Linked DNA regions of Mus musculus: all the other regions are linked to region 3. The links are chromatin contacts, called in public Hi-C maps. All regions are on one chromosome and are shown on one strand. The core of a region is the stretch at or near the end of the contact, and the rest is flanking DNA. Distances in the headings are between cores, read along the strand shown.

Region 1 (3,019 bases), core at 34-2,533, 170 kb after region 3:
CAGATCAGCCCTGCTACAAGGGAGGGCTAGTTCCAAGTCAGGCTAATTCCTGAGCCATTGTACTGCATTTGAGAACCAAGGCTTCGGCTTCAAGATTACTTTGCTCTCCCGGAGTTGCAATACAATAACATTTCTTTCCCCAACATGGATTGGGGAAAGAAATATTCTCATGTGAGTTCTTGGATTTTTTTAATGCTCTAATTAGCTTTTGGGAGGTGCATTTAAAGCTGGATAGCAGCTGTGGACTCAGTCCTTTCAGGGCTCCATACTAGGGGGAGTTGAAGGTGTGAAGAGAGGAGAATATGAGCTGTAACTGATGTTACAGCAATTATAATGCATTATATCCCTGGGAAGAGGGAATGGACACAGGACTGAGAGCTCTTTGCCATGGAAGTCATGTCCTTAGTTGCTGTGAGGTCTGTCTTGGATGGTTGTGCATCACAGAGCATCTAAGGAAGGGAGTGGCTTTAATTTTGTGCTTCTAGGAGTACACTCTGACTGGGGAAGCCTGACTGGTTAGATGTTGATTTTTTTGTTTTTTTCTTTTTCTGGAAGGCCATGGCTAGGTTTGCTAAGGCGCATGACAGATGACCCTTGTGAACCAATGTTGGAAGAACCTCTCGTTGGGAAGGTGCCATGGAGAACACTCAGCATCAATGCCCTACAAGTTTTCTTTAATGTCCAGTGTAGCTCATGTTCAAAATAGCAATGGAAATGTGTGGTGTTTATTGCAGGCACATATGTTTGTGATCAAGGTATAGCTCTCAGGGATGAGAAGCAAAATGCAGTCATTTGCTGCTCAGCATCATAGCTCTCATACATTCAACGAAATAGCTTTATTTATCTTCTTCTGCATATAGGACCTTCCATATTGCAAATTTATTGAATGGTTAATGGCCTAAAAGTATGGGGTTCATTACAGAGAGATGTATTTATTGCAGTGTTAATTAAATAAAAGCATTGTAATCTTTCCAAATTGAACAATTACGTTCATTTAAACATTTTAAGGAGAGAAAAAAACTTCTATATACTAATTGAGTTGTATAATGAAAAGCATGTGTAATGGAAATTTAAATAAAACAAATACTGAAATAATTCAAATAATTCTTTAACAATATAAGATGTCTACCTCCGTCTTTATTAGAGATACTCTTAGGGCCAGCCTGCTTCAGAACCCCTGCCCTCAAGGCTGGGCATATGATTTCAGAGCCTCTGGGCCACCCTCACATACCAGCTGGCCAACCCTTAGACATCAAAGTCCTGGTTGGCTACCAGCCGCAGCCCCTGACACTCTGGCCGTTTGCCTGGATCCCGACAGGCTGGCTGGAGGCCTGGAGGCTGAGCTGACAGCCTCTTCTGGAGTCTGATGAATGGTTTCTGGCAACAGATAGCTCTGTTCTGACTGCCTGTGGGAGAAGCACCCTTCAGAAAATGGGTACCGTCTCCTGGCCTGTCCAGGGTAGGAACCCTGAAAAGTTCTTGGTGCTGCTAAGTTTACATCCCAAAGAGCTCTGTGTTTGCTTTTGGAATTCTCACCTCTCTCCATAATTATCAGGCTGGGAGGGGGGTGGCGACAAAACCGTGTTATCTGGTACAGTGAAGAGATTTCCCGATTCCGTGTCCTCCTGTGAAGGTCTTTCGCAGCCTACAGTTTGTGGTTCTCTTCCCTGCTTTAGTTCCGTAGGGCTCCGGCCTAAGCTAACATTAGGTTGCTAGCAAAGGACAAGGAAGCAGAAAAGCAGGCACATTTTCCACCGTGCTGCTCACTTCCTGGTTCTACGGGGGGGATTTGTGTGGGATTCCTGGTTTGCCCGCAGCTTGTTCTCCTGTTTTGAACCAGTCTTCAAGCCAAGCAGGACTCAGTCAGCACCCTTGTCACACACAGACACAGTGTGAGGCAGGAGGGCTGCCCTCACTTTCTGACATGCGGATTTTGCTGGGATTATCGGGAAGCTTAAAGAGAAATGGCTGCCCTAAAACCTTCAATTATTAGAAAGTAGCAACAGTAAGTTGCTTTGGAAGCAAATTCCTGCTTGCCTTATCCTCAGGATGAAGTTTTAGAAACAGGAGTATCTAATCATAATCCTCGTGCTGACTAAATGTATTAATAAAAAGGGCTTATGGAAGCAGGATCGAGAAATGCAGACCGATTAGACGTGTGACACGGGAATATGTGTTCTGTGCCCCATTTATGAACGCCTGCCAGAAGTGTCACTGTAGCCAAAAGGACTAGGCAGACCCCGAAGAATGGAGAAAAAGTCCTAAAGTCAGTGACTATGCCCAAGATTTCCGTGGTGAGATTGATCAAGACAGAGAAATACTAAAAACATGAATGGACTATTCCCTAGACTAACAAGAAACTTGGATTATATAGAGCAGGACTGGACTATGTGCCTTCAGAGGGCCCCATTCAGACTTGTGACTTTCTCTTCCACTGGAAGGAAAGAGATCGTTTAGAGGGGAGCCATGTTTGGATACACCCCATCTTCTCTTCCCATGTGAGTCTCAGCCCGGTCATAACTTCCTGTACAGTGAGCCGGAGAGTAGCATGGACTCCTGGGATTCATCAACCGACTGCCATTGACTGGTGAGGACATCCGTATTTTAGTGGAAAGTCCAATCTCTGATTCTTTTCTCTGTGCATATAGCTTACTAAATGTTTATATTTCAAGTTCATTTCCCCCATTGTTTAATATATTATGGTCATAATCCTAACTGTTGTTGAAAGATACTCTGTTTGCAAGGTTTGAGAAAGAAGGGGTCCTAGCTTGAACATAGTTTGGAGAGCAGGTCCTGAGGTATTTATGAGGAGTCAGCCCCATCTCTTATTCCCAGTCATATCCCACTTTTCAGCAATGCAAAGTTTGAAGAGAAATCTCCCAGGAGTTTCTTGAGTAAAGCCATTAGACACAACAAAAGCAGCAATGATGATTTGCCTATGGCCAGATAGCTACTTAGGATAGAGCTATGATTTGTAATCAGGTATTTAAAGCTCCATCACCAACTATTGGTACTCTAT
Region 2 (2,700 bases), core at 68-2,567, 130 kb before region 3:
CACGCTGTGTTCCATTTCCTGGGAAATGGTTTTATGGAGGGGCATTTGATGAAAAACTGTTCATTCTAATTGTTCACTGCCCCAAGGTGTTAGTGAAGGTGGGGGCAACCTGGAATGCCCCTCCTGGAGTAAACACACATTCAAGATAGAGGATTGCCAGCAGTTTGGGGTGGGGGATAGGTTTCCATTCACCCCCCTGCCCTCTGGTCCTCTCCATCTTCTCTCTAGCCAAGCTGGACTTGGAAAAATTCATGAAAGGAATCTTGGCATTCTACACAACTCCCTTCTCCCTCTTCACTGCATGCCCATAGCCTGTAGCCTACCTACATTCCTGTGAGGAAGGCCTTGCATTCAACTAAAGCTTACACACCTGTTTAGCGCTTGCCACCAAGCTTGATGACCTGGGTTCAATTCGAGGAACCTACATGGTAGAAGAACAGATTGTCCTCTGACTTCCACACCTTCATGATGGCAGACACGTGATCACAGTCTCATACATTCAAACACAATATAAAATTTTAAAAGCTACAGAGGAAAAAAACAATCGAAGACATTCCATGTCGACCTCTGGTCTCCATGTGTACTCAACACAGCCTAAAAAGCATGTACACACAGCACACAGAGAAACCCTCTCTGTCTCTCTCTGTCTCTGTCTCTCTCTCTCTCTCTCTCACACACACACACCTAAAAGAAAAAGAAGGATAAAATAAAACAAATCCTCCCCCACACCCTACCCCCCCCACACACACACACATTTGAGTCAGGTACTTTTGTGTTTGATCTTGGGTTCTCTGTCTAACTTTGTGGGTTCAGTCAATTTCAGCCTTTGTAAAATAAGGACTGACTTGAGAAACTGAATGTGCAAAGAACTTACAATCAATGGCAGCTGCTATTATTTAAATGTGTTTATCTACACACAGATGTAGTGTGTGTGTGTGTGTGTGTGTGTGTGTGTGTGTGTACACACACAATCATGTGATAATTACAATGGAAAAAGAAAAAAGAAAACTTAGCTCTTTTTAATCTTCCCCATGTGGGGTACTACCAAAGTATAGAAGCCCTGCTTGTTTAGAGAGAAAGTCTTTATTGCTGCCCAAGATATCTAGAACGTAAAGTCTGCAGTTTTTCCACGGCTGAGGGCTGTGCTCACAATTAATGGTACTCGTCTCCTAAGCGGCCACTCCTTATTCAAACCCGGGTTTCTTCAGAGTTGGCACTCTGCCTCCATTCTCTCAACTAAAGAAAACACAATAGATAACCGCGCCTTTTATTCCCAATGTGACCCGCCACGTTCTGAAACTAATTTGCCATTGAGTCTTGCCAGCCTCTGCTGGGGGACTTCCTCTGGCTGAGTAATGTGGTTCTGATTAAGGACATCCTATAAGACCCAGGAGGACAGCCTGGGAAGGAAATGGGTCTGAGACAGAGAGAGAATGGATTTCTTGCTGCTAGTGGGACAGCCGCGTTGAGGACTGGAGGTGTAGAGAATTTCTCCTTAGGCTCCGAGAAAGAAGGCAAGCAAATGGCTGACAAATTGGCATCTTTTATGCAAAGCTGACAGGCAAGCAGGCCTTTTAGCAGAAAGAGGATATGCAGAACCCTGAGGCCAAATGGCAGGCAGGCAGCAGGCTTTTTGAAGTCCATGCCTGTATGCAACTTCTAACAGCAAGGCTTCAACTGAATGGCCTCATAAAGATAGGAAAACGTACTTTTCAACTCAAATACCATAGTTTGGAAAAGTGACACTTCATTTCCCTCCCTAGTACACACACTTAGGTAGACTTATATGCACTCCGCAGAAGTAGGCTGCTTTTTAATCCCTACTGTTCTATGAACTGGGTTGCAAATGCTAAACTTTGCCTTACTCTAGGGAGGCTGAGAGCTCCCCCTCGGGTTCTGCTAAGTACAGGCTGGCCCCTGCCTTGACTATGGGTAACTCAGGACCTTGGGAGACCCCATTTGCTCCCTCTGGCCTGGCAGGGGGTAGGCGTCTATGGCAGGAAAGACAAAAGGGGGTGGGTACTGAATGGACAATGAGAGCTCAGAGAACATGGAGTTTCTTTACCAAATACCTAAGAATCGACTAATACTTGTAACTCTAATATGATTTCCTTGTTAATCTCTGTCAAACCATGAAATCCGATATGTTAACCATGACTAAGCCGTGAAATTTGTCAACTTTGTCTGTAATTTACACGAGCGCTCTCTCTTTCTCTCTTTTTTTTTCTCTTCAAATCTTAACACAAAGTGTGGAAGCATTACTTGCCAGCATGCTCTTCCCAGCAGGCCGCTGGTATCCTTTGACAAGCAAGAACAGAGGGTGTGCGGTTCTCATGCTGTTTCAGGAACCAAGGACAGATAAAGATAAAACCCCCAAAACCAAGCCCTCTATTTTCCTTTGAGGCGATAACCATGAACACACTACATCTTCTTAGATGTCAGTGAGTATCAATAAACATTCAACTTCAGTTTATGGTTCATGCTAGTGGACATTAAAGACTTCCTCAGGGCAGAAGATTGTTTTTGAGAAAAAATAATAATAAGGAGTAAGACAAACATTGTTTCTTGTTTGGCTTCAATCATAGGCTGTATGATTGATCTCGTCAATACATTGGCTATGTGGGGAAAGTTGTGTAAGATAATTAACTGCCACCCTGTCCCCAGCTTTCTTCTGCTTAAAAACTACCAAGGCTTAATCTG
Region 3 (3,081 bases), core at 2-2,501:
CAACCAGGATCCATGTCAGTGAGGTCCTTTCTGTAGAGGTGCCAGTAAATGCAGTTGGGGACAGTTGAGCCAAGGGGTCCGGATCGGAAAGTTGAGGTTCAGACCCCCAAACGGGTCGACGGCTTTGGAAGAAGCTGAGCCGATCAGGAGGCAGGCAGGCAACAGCAGTGAAATGAACCTCGTTATACAGATGCCTGGGGGATGGGGAGCCTTGAGGAGGGGGCCCAAGGGGGAGCGTACCCCGCCTCCAGGCACCCTGTCCCGTAGTACAGCTTTAAAATCCTGAGAAGTTTGTCATAGGACAGCCTCATCACGCATGCGCATAGGCAAAGTTGACTTTTTTTTTCTCTCCCCCCCCCACCCCCCTTTGCCTCTCCAGCCGTGTTTGGTTCTGCAACTTTAAAAATATTTTTTTTTCGCTGAGAACACCAAGGGAAAGAGGAGTCTGGAGAGAGGGAGGGCGAAAGTGAGGGAGCTGGTCAGGAGGGCCGGGGGTGGGGGGCACGCGGTCCCCTCGCTGGGCCAGTCAGTCTGTGGGGCACCGCATCGCTTGGAAAGTTGCTGCAGGCTCCGAGGCACCGCCTCCGCCGTCCGGAGTCCGGATTGTGCGGCCGCTGCATTGCCATCTCCTTCCGCGGCCTCCGCCGGGCCCCACGACCGCCCCTCGGACCCCGGCCGCGACCGAGGAGGTGGGCAGCCTCGGCCGCCATGGACCTCTGGAGTTGAGTCGCCACCGCGGAGCTCTGCGCCCTCCGTCCTCTCGCTCTGTTCTCTCTGGAAAGGCGGGGGGGTGGAAAGAAGAAGGTTAACCCGAAGAAAGGAAGAAAGAAAGAAGGGGACCAGAAGGGGGAAGCCAACGTTCCCCCACAGGCTAGCTGTCCATCAACCGCTCAAGCCACCAAGCGGCAGAAAGTTCAGGGCTGCCTTGAACCCATTTTCTTTGCGCCTGGTTTTTGCCAGACTCTAAAATGAAAGGACAAAATTTGGCGCTGACTCTTGCAGCTCTGATGGCGACTTGTGCGATTTCAGCGGCATCTCCCGGAGAAAAAACCATGCGTGCCTGATTGTTCTGTGGTCCCATAGCCGCCGCCGCTGCTGCTGCTCTGTGTGTGTGTGTGTGTGTCTGTGTGTGTGTGTGAGCGCGTGTCTCTGTGTCTGCGTGTGTGTGCGTTTGTGTGTGTGTATGTGTGTGTGTTTGGGTGTGTGTCTGTGTGTACACAGAGGTTCACTAGCTAACTCAGCTGCAGGAGCAGTCCCTGGAAGCAGACGTTTCGGCCACAGACCCAGAGAGGAGGAGCTGACAATCAGGAGGCGTGAGCCGCCTGGAGTCTGCAGAATTCGTGGTGTGAATGAACTGGGGGCATCTTGGGCACAGGGATTGCCCCCCCTCCTTCCCCGCCTCGGGCCACAGTTGAGTAGTGGGGCATTTTTTTTCACCTTCTTGTGAAGAATTTTTTTTATTATTTGTTGTAAAGTCTTTTGCACAATCACGCCCACATTTGGGGTTGGAAAGCCCTAATTACCGCCGTCGCTGATGGACGTTAGAGAGGGAGCGCCTCGCCGCGGAACAGTCGCCTGCGCGCCCTCGTCGGACCCGCGGCTCCTGCACTGTGTCCCCGCTCGGCCCTGCGCTTGCTGCTCGCCCGCGCGCGCCGGCGCCCTCTCGGTTCCTGGGCACATTTCCACGCTATACCAACTCCTCTGCCCGAGTCCGGGCGCCAGTGCTCGCTTCCGCTCCGGGTCGCTGCGCCCACCCGACGCGCCCAGGAGGACTCCGCAGCCCTGCTTTGGATTGTCCCCCAAGGCTTAACCCCGACGCTTCGCTTGAATTCCTCGGCCGCCTTCGCTCGGGTGGCGACTTCCTCTCCGTGCCCCCTCCCCCTCGCCATGAAGGTAAGTGTTCTGTGCGCACGGACGCTCCCTACTTTTTCCCCCCCTTTTCAAAGTTAACTGAACTCTTTCAATCTATCCCTATCCTCTCCATTTCTCTAACTGCCTGGAGAAAGCTAAACTCCAATATCGCCGGCAGGGACTCCTATCTTTTCGTCCCTTACCCTGGGGACACTGCCTCTGCGTCCTTGGAGACTTTTTGCACCGGCTATTCTTCAAACCTTTTCAACTATGGAGAAGAGCGAGGGCAGGAAAGACAGTTCGGGTCACAGGCGGCGCGCCTTTTTACCTCGAGAACTGGAGTGTAGTTTTACTACGTGTATTTCAGTGACTGGATAATGATTCGATTCATCAAGTATATATCAAACGCTCATTTCACCGGCACGCGGAGATTGTGTGGCTGAAGCTCTGAGGCCGGATGAGGACTGTGTTAGGAGAAACGGCTGCGAGACTAAGGAAACTAGGGGCCACCTACCCTAGAGCAACGCACACCCCACCCCCAACCTCCGATCAGGGCCCAGTTCCCGGCTCTCCAGGTCGAGTAACCCGAGCGTTCCCGGCCCCTGTGCCTTTAAGAGTGCCTGGCGGGGGGCCAGAGCGCACCCCGCGCGGGGAGCAGGGTCGCGTTATTAGCTTTATTAGCGGCCTCTGGGTGAGCTCAGGTCCTTTACTGCAGCATTGGGGGCGGGGAGTAGTGGTCCTAGTGGCTTTAATCCTGCCCCCTGAGCGGAGTCAACCTAGTGCTTTGGAGACTCTAGGGCCTCTGCGTTTCGAGATCGGGCGGGGGTTAGTTTGTGAACTCGTGTTTGTTTTAATTGTCAGTTGTATGTTAAAGCCGAGTCACACACTCTGAGGGTCACCGAGAGTTCACTTTTACAAAAAAGTTAACGTTTCGTCTTGAAATATAACTAGCAATTTTCCAAACAACTTTTCCTTCGGTTATCCTCCACGCCTCGATAACAATTTCCATTTATACTTCATACCTCTCATTTCCAGCTTTCTAGTAGGGAGTAAGGTGAAGATCGGTACGAAGCTGTTTCCTAAAAGCAAACAACGTTCTTTCTTCAAAGAAAGGGTTTTAAACCCCGGTGCTTCTAAGGCCCTGTTTTACCCTCTATGCCCTGTCCGAGCCACAGCTCCGTGGTCTCACTTTAAATGAACAATTCGCTCCTGGGAAATAACTTGGGTCGG

What was found. Hi-C and Micro-C count contacts between places; a contact is called where the count stands out from the background.
Region 1: a Hi-C map of uterus shows a contact between it and region 3, with 3 times the contacts expected there. The contact joins the enhancer-like site here to the promoter of Wnt5a in region 3. A contact is called at or near these places in 3 of 39 promoter capture datasets (the 3T3-L1 cell line and 3T3-L1-derived adipocytes), 6 of 484 Hi-C or Micro-C datasets (the G1E-ER4 cell line, cerebellum, nephron progenitors and 1 more) and 1 of 115 datasets of contacts at active chromatin or transcription factors (embryonic limb bud).
Region 2: a contact with region 3 is called in a Hi-C map of uterus, with 6 times the contacts expected there. The contact joins the enhancer-like site here to the promoter of Wnt5a in region 3. A contact is called at or near these places in 10 of 39 promoter capture datasets (the 3T3-L1 cell line, cranial neural crest, epiblast stem cells and 5 more), 11 of 484 Hi-C or Micro-C datasets (the 3T3-L1 cell line, Sertoli cells, adipose-derived mesenchymal stem cells and 5 more), 6 of 115 datasets of contacts at active chromatin or transcription factors (embryonic limb bud, embryonic stem cells, neural progenitor cells and 1 more) and 2 of 9 other capture datasets (embryonic tail and pancreatic islet).

What each region holds. Positions count from the first base shown.
Region 1 is chr14:28,674,383-28,677,401 of GRCm38.p6, forward strand. The region is part of intron 2 of Gm35164 (predicted gene, 35164); the gene reads left to right. Among named protein-coding and RNA genes, the nearest start is that of Gm35164, 26 kb to the left of the region's middle. Within about 2 kb of position 1,284, at least 20 of the 459 cell types and tissues checked have an H3K27ac peak or open chromatin away from gene starts, as enhancers often do. A contact at or near this core is called in cerebellum and uterus, where this site is marked.
Region 2 is chr14:28,374,489-28,377,188 of GRCm38.p6, forward strand. All of the region lies in intron 19 of Erc2 (ELKS/RAB6-interacting/CAST family member 2), which reads left to right. It overlaps Gm52097 (a long non-coding RNA gene), which reads right to left. Exons shown (of 3, transcript XR_003951013.1): 3 at 1-1,236. Among named protein-coding and RNA genes, the nearest start is that of Gm52097, 6.2 kb to the right of the region's middle. Within about 2 kb of position 1,318, at least 39 of the 459 cell types and tissues checked have an H3K27ac peak or open chromatin away from gene starts, as enhancers often do. A contact at or near this core is called in embryonic limb bud, embryonic tail and uterus, where this site is marked.
Region 3 is chr14:28,504,222-28,507,302 of GRCm38.p6, forward strand. It overlaps Wnt5a (wingless-type MMTV integration site family, member 5A), which reads left to right and starts at 1,252. Exons shown (of 5, transcript NM_009524.4): 1 at 1,252-1,893. The coding sequence starts at 1,888.